Regions from separate parts of the Danio rerio genome. Here region 1 is linked to region 2. The links are chromatin contacts, called in public Hi-C maps. All regions are on one chromosome and are shown on one strand. The core of a region is the stretch at or near the end of the contact, and the rest is flanking DNA. Distances in the headings are between cores, read along the strand shown. Region 1 holds the start of cxxc5a (CXXC finger protein 5a). Region 2 has its middle 54 kb from the start of cxxc5a.

The links. Hi-C and Micro-C count contacts between places; a contact is called where the count stands out from the background.
Region 1: a Hi-C map of embryo shows a contact between it and region 2, with 1.8 times the contacts expected there. The contact joins the promoter of cxxc5a here to the enhancer-like site in region 2.

What each region holds. Positions count from the first base shown.
Region 1 is chr21:32,011,888-32,015,289 of GRCz12tu, forward strand. It overlaps cxxc5a (CXXC finger protein 5a), which reads right to left and starts at 1,778. Exons shown (of 3, transcript XR_012397226.1): 1 at 1,536-1,778.
Region 2 is chr21:31,957,999-31,961,419 of GRCz12tu, forward strand. No RefSeq gene overlaps it. Among named protein-coding and RNA genes, the nearest start is that of cxxc5a, 54 kb to the right of the region's middle. Within about 2 kb of position 2,168, at least 19 of the 62 cell types and tissues checked have an H3K27ac peak or open chromatin away from gene starts, as enhancers often do.

The sequences.
Region 1 (3,402 bases), core at 528-3,027, 53 kb after region 2:
TTTAGACCTGGTGCTTGCTTATGTTTATATAAGGTTGATTAATTAACTTTTGTATTTACTTAAAATTATTTCATGAGTATATTTATTCATTATTTGTAATTCCAAACATGATAAATTATTCGTTTTTAAATCACATTAGAATTAATCAATCCAGAACACTAAACTAAAATCTATTATTATTCCAAAACAAAAATAATGCAGCCTAATGGATAAACCATGCCACTAAACCGGACTGCTGACGCTTTTGAAAGGAGGGAAAAAATCACTGTGAGGTTACTTGGAAACGTCACGCAAGCAGATATCGAGTAATTCAGGTGATGCGGAGTCCAACGTAATATCTCCCCCAAGACACACACACACACACACACACCACACGCACACACACCTATCTATCTCCCCCTGCCGCTGTCTTTCTTCCTCACACTGCTTCACACACACACACACACATACTCACGCATGCACGCTCTCACACGCAAGCGCTACACACGAACACTCTCGCGCACGAGATCCAGCGGACGCTGACAATAATTCATGTTTTCCTATCCAGATGTGGACTTTGCCGAGCGTCCCTGTGCGCATTTGCATAGCTCAAAGTTAAATGCGCTTGAAAACTTCTCCAACTCTTTGCGTCATAGTGAAAGTTAATGACTGGCAATCACACAAACAGTGCGTGCATGAGCGCCGTGCGCTGTCGGCCGCGGACTGCAGCAGTAAATCCCCGCGCGCTCTCCGCGGCGACATCAGCCTGATAATATCCTCTCAGCGAACAATGAAGCGCACATTTTTGCCTAATCCCACCGCGACGAGTTGCACAAATCACCTCAAATCACGAGCGACTAAACATCAAACTGCAAATACATTCAAGACACCCTCTATTTAACGATATACAGCAATATTCAAGAGCACAGCGTTTTAGTAACGCACAGGTGTGCAGCTGCTGGAAGAGCAAAAGTTCCGCGTCTATAACATAACGCATCATCAACTACAATACCACCTGTCGTTACATGCTGGAGGAGCAACTATCATAAACGTCATCGGCATCATAATTTTACTAGCAAATTATTCAAGAGAGTGATAAGTTTGCACAGCCCACCAAAGCATTTAAATACATTTACGATTTGTATATTCTGACAATTGATTAAATCGCGTTGTACAGAGTCAAAGCGATATTACTTCCTGGGAAGCGCGAGCGCGTTTCCATAGGAAAATAAAGCTCAGATTTGCGAGAACGAGCCAATATTGCGCGGTCGCTTAATTACGAGTCGGATCCTTATTTAATTTGACATTAAAGCAGCACAAAAATACCTTTTGTCTAGACTCAATGATCTGAAACCTGGGTCTCTGCGGTGCCAGTGAACGGTCTGCAGCAGCACGCCTGACAATGTACGGCACAATCATTCTCCCGTTCTCCCAGCCAACGAAATCGTTAGGAAGATGACATCCCAACTTTGAGCAGACTTCAACAAAGTATGATTCCCCCCTTTCCATGTATCTGCATATTTGCAAACACTGGCCCCTTTTTTATTCGCACCTACCAAGGCAGATCCGAGCGGAGGGGAGGGCTTCCACTGTCCGAGCGCCCCTTCTCCAAGCCTGTCGTTGAGATTGATGGCAAAAAGAAGGGAGAAAAAGCTTATTCTCGACTTCCAGAAATCATGGAGCCTTCGACCGAGCCGAGCGCGTGAGGAAGAGAATGGTGAATTATTGCTAAACGTACTTTCTGGGAAGCTGAGCGTGTGGGCTCACCAACCTTTCGATTCTCGCAATCCCACCTCTACATCCAGAAGAACATGCAAACACATTTCATAGATTTTTGGAGCTTCACGTAAAAACCGAACTGGACTTTCGGCGACGCTGAGGCGGAGAAAATACACAGATAAACAAAGACATCTCGCGTTTACGCGGCGCTTCTTTTCGCCGACGTTTTAAATGTCGGACCTTAAACTAAAGGGTGTTTCTCGATGTGCACGTGCTTTGTGAATGATTTGCGGGTTAATGTGACGGAAGGAGATCTGTGTCGCTTCTGTTTCTCTGTGCGCTGAGCAGCCTGTGATTTTTTTTCTCCAGGAGCAAAAGTTGATATGTCGTCATACCGCTTTAAGACTGAACTTCCCTTCAACACATTCATATTTACCATCAAACAATGTCAGAAGGATGCACGTGGTGACTGCATGACTTTGTAATCCTACTATTTGTTTTCATTTTGGGATGTTTTTATGTATTGCTCGACGGAATAAATTAATATGAAATAATAAAGTATTAAAAGTGCATTATGTCTTGCGCTTTTAGAAACTTTGTTATGCAAATAATATAATAATAATATATTTTTTTATGATTTTAGGCTTGGTGTCAATAAATCCCCAAGTACATTCCAGCTGCTACCAAAATTTTATGGGGTGCTTTTTACCTATATCAGTGGTGGTTAATCAATGATCTGTGAGTATTAAAATTAAATATTTTAGAAATAAATAACAAGTTAATCCATCACAGTTGATTTCACTTTGTAATTATACTAATAGTAAGTTGGATGATATCATTAAGTAGCCCAACATAAACTGAATATAATTTCTTTAAAAAAAAGGGTTTAATGATTTTTTTTAATTATTATTCATTTAAGTTTTAAAAAGCCAACATCATCGGCTGTTACACGAGCTTCAGGCAATTTGCCATTATCATGTGACAAGAAAGTGATACAAAATTTTCCCCAGTTTTACATTCTGACATGTCGACAAGTGTTGTCAGAACAAATGCTTGTTCACACAGATTAATGAATTCGACTAAAATCACTGTTCATGCCACACCAGTAGTAGGCGATGTCACTTTGTAAATAAACACTATGCATCTGCGCACATGTGATCCTATAGACCATCCACTTGTTAAGTCGTGAAAAATGAAATACTGTTTTCAGGTCCAAGCCGCGAATATATTCGCTTATGACCACTTTTTAGTCATATCACACATTAAAGTGAATTTTATAAAGTATCATAATGTAGCCTACACAACATTGTCTGAATTTTCTGCATCAAAGACATTCATTCATTCATTTTCTTGTCGGATTATTCCCTTTATTTATTCGGGGTCGCCACAGCGGAATGAACCGCCAACTTATCCAGCACGTTTTTACGCAGCAGATGCCCTTCCAGCCGCAACCCATCTCTGGAAAAAATCCACACACACACTCATTCACTATGGACAATTTTAACCTACCCATTTCACCTGTACCGCATGTCTTTGGACTGTGGGGGAAACCTGGAGGAAACCCACGCGAACGCAGGGAGAACGTGGAAATTCCACTCAGAAACGCCAACTGACCCAGCTGAGGCTCGAACCAGTGACTTTGCTGTGTGGCAACAGCACTACCTACTGCGCCACTGTGTCGCCGCATCACAGACATCAACATTT
Region 2 (3,421 bases), core at 918-3,417:
CCTCGACAAGCCCTTACCCATGGCTTCCAAATCATTCCCATGCTCTATCACTGTCTCTTCACTCCCTCTTTAGCTGGTGGGTGGTGAGCGCACTGGTACCATTGTCCTGTGGCTGCCGTCGCAACATCCAAGTGGATGCTGCACACTGGTGGTAGTGGTGTGCACCCCTCATGATTGTGAAGCGCTTTGGGTGTATATGGTCATACACAATGAATGTGCTCTATAAATACACACATGACATTACACACTGATTTTCACAGAGGCAAAACAAACACACAGACGCAGGGGAGTAAGACAGTGACTGTGTTTACATAGACATCAGTAATTAAATTATTAGCCAAGTTATTAAATGAAGGACTTTAACTGCAGTTTGGCACTTTCATTCAGGAACATTTTATGCATGCTGCCCGGAACAAATGAGATTAATTCGAGGATCTGCTGGAAGAGTAATTTTAATGCAATGTTTGATACCTCACGTCGAATGGGAGAAAAAAAAACTTAGATGCACTCGGTAGGTAGCGTCAGAAAGCCGTGTCTGTATAGACTATGCAGTCACAATAGTTTGGTAATAGGTAATAGTTTGATTGCGGTGTTTACATGTTTACACCCGGAGAGCAGCATTTACAGCGGATCTTTCAGTCTATAATATTGTGGTGATATTAACATACTGTAAACTTAGTAACTTAGAAATCATTTTGACTAAGGTCTGTCTTTAAACATTGAAAGAATATTGCTGACGTTAAGAACTAACTTTGCCATCTGAATAAACAAAGATCACTGATCGCACAAACTTACCAAATCTGTAGAGACAGGACAATCAACACCAACTGTAACCGCGTCATTATTAAAAGGAGACGTGAAATTTCCAGATGAGAAAAATGTTCCTTACAAACGTATTTCTGCTGCGTGTTGTGTGCACTGTAATCCACACGTGAGTCCAGCTGCACTCTCATAGCGGAAAAATTAAAAACAAATCCTTGGTTGCAGCACAAAACGCAACAATATAATTACAAAACACTGTATAAATAATGTAATGTATAACACAACATACATTGTGTAATGTATAACATATAACACACAACACTGTATAACACATTATAAACGCAACACTGATCACCCGTGTTTCAAAACAATTCTTCTTCTTCCACTTGTTTTGGCAATACAATTTGGCGTCTGTCTGCCGTCTGAACACTGTAACAGGTAAAAACAGTCTTGGAAGCTATCATGCATATTAACGAAGTTCAGATGCATTCACAATAGAGCATGCTGATTGGTTTGAACCAAGTCTTCATAAATTAATGCTGCACACTCAGAGACGTCACAAAGTACTCCCAGGTACAGACATCCAGTCTACACACTGGAATACATGCAAGTATCTAATCACCGTGACCAGTTTCAAAAATTTGTTTTAAACCGGAAGAACTAATTTGCTCGAAATAATGCAAAAACAACCAATTTTCACAGTTTTTGTGAAATATGTGTGTCCTAACAGTGTTTATAACAGTGTGGGACACATATATGACTGCTCAAAAAATGTGTTTTGGTGTTTCGTGACCCTTTAACAATGAACAATTGTATTTTCCTCATTTAACTTTAACCAACATGAACAAATACTGTATTGAATGTATTGTTCATTATTTGTTAATACTAGTAAATGACTTAACTAATATATCATTATTGTAAAGTCTCATTGATTTATAATACAGATAAAGAATCATTTCATGATGACTTCAATAAGCTTTATCTCGTCAGTATCATTTGTATGCATAGAAAGTCTAGAACAGCGATGTGCTCAGTTTTAGACAAGAAATGTGTCTATTCAGCAGCCATAGATATACATGATGCTTCTTGTTTCTGTATATACTGGCCCAATAATATATCTCACTCGGATATACTGACCAAAAGAGCCTGACACACACGCACACACACGCACACACACACACACACACACACGCACACACACTGAATTCACTAACAGGAGGCACATCCACACTACCACCCTTTCTTGCTCTTTATCTGCACCCCCCCACACACACCTCTCTCTCTTTCTCTCTCCGTGCTTCTCTTTCTCTCTCCCTCTGTGATGGCAGGACGGGCAGTGAGCTGTGCGGCTGGGAAGAGGCGAGGACGCCGCGGCGCACATTAATAATGCAGAGCCTCAGCTTCCTCCCAGCGCCGCGGCCATGGCACTGGCCCATCGCTGTCACCAGGGGGGAGCTGGGAACATTCTCTCTCTCTCTCTCTTTCCAGCTCTACTTCTTTCACACAAACACACACGCGGACATAACACACTTTTGCACAAACCCCACCAAACTGGGCCTCCACCCGAGACTGTGGCTCATTACAGATCCTGCTTCTGATGACTGCACCACAGACCTGGGCTCATTACGGCACTGAGGACTCAATCCAGCTCTCCAGGCCTGCAGCTGGTACCTCTACCTCTCTCTTACGCTTTTCTGTGTTCACACCATACGCATTCTCTTTACCTTCACCTGTCTGTTCATTTTCCGTTTATTAGTTCATATTTGTGGCGGGCCAAAGGTGTTTCTTGTATGCTGGGGTGTAATGATGATTGCAATTTCTGCATTTGAGTTAATCATTACTTTTCAAAGTCTCATTACTCCGTGGGTCCCATAGGCATCGCTTGACCCTATTTAGGGGGGATTCGGTCCATAGTCTTTCATCTCGGCGCCCCTGAAATGCTGCAATTAACTTGGCTGCGGCAGTAGAAGTCAGAGGCTGTTTCACTTTCCATACTAGTCGTTAAAAAGTTTAATACATTACATTTTATAATTGTTCAGTGCTCAGCATATAAATGTACACCCCTCGCAAATCTCTATCATAAATTCATGTTTTTAATAGGAAGCTATACAATATTATATTTGTGCATATACATTAGATTAGTCAGTACTGATGCCAAATTTGAAGCTTATCATACAAAATAACTTACCATAACGATCCAAAAGATAATAAAGCCAAATAAATGTTAGAGAAAAAATATTAAATACAAATTTAAAAAAAGAGGACGAATCAAATAAAGCAAGAAAATTTTTTTAAATTTTTGTTTGTTCTAATTTATTTTGCAATATTTAGCTTGAATTTAATTGTATTATCTTTCAATTTCTAAATATGTTTGGTGACTAAAATATTATTTTAACGAATATATCTGTTTAAAAAATCTGTTTTGTTTAAATGCACCAAAATGCATTGCCTATAGTCACTGAGAAATGGATTGAAATATTCATTTTCAAAATGGGGTGTACTCAATTACGCTGAGCACTGTATCACTGAATTTTATAGGACGCTAATATGAGCAGTCTCTATACAGTGATTAAATGATCCCTTTTTTAAAATACAAGTGCTAGTAACAGCATTATGAGGATAATGCACCCAAAAAGTGTCATTATTTTGTCAATAACTA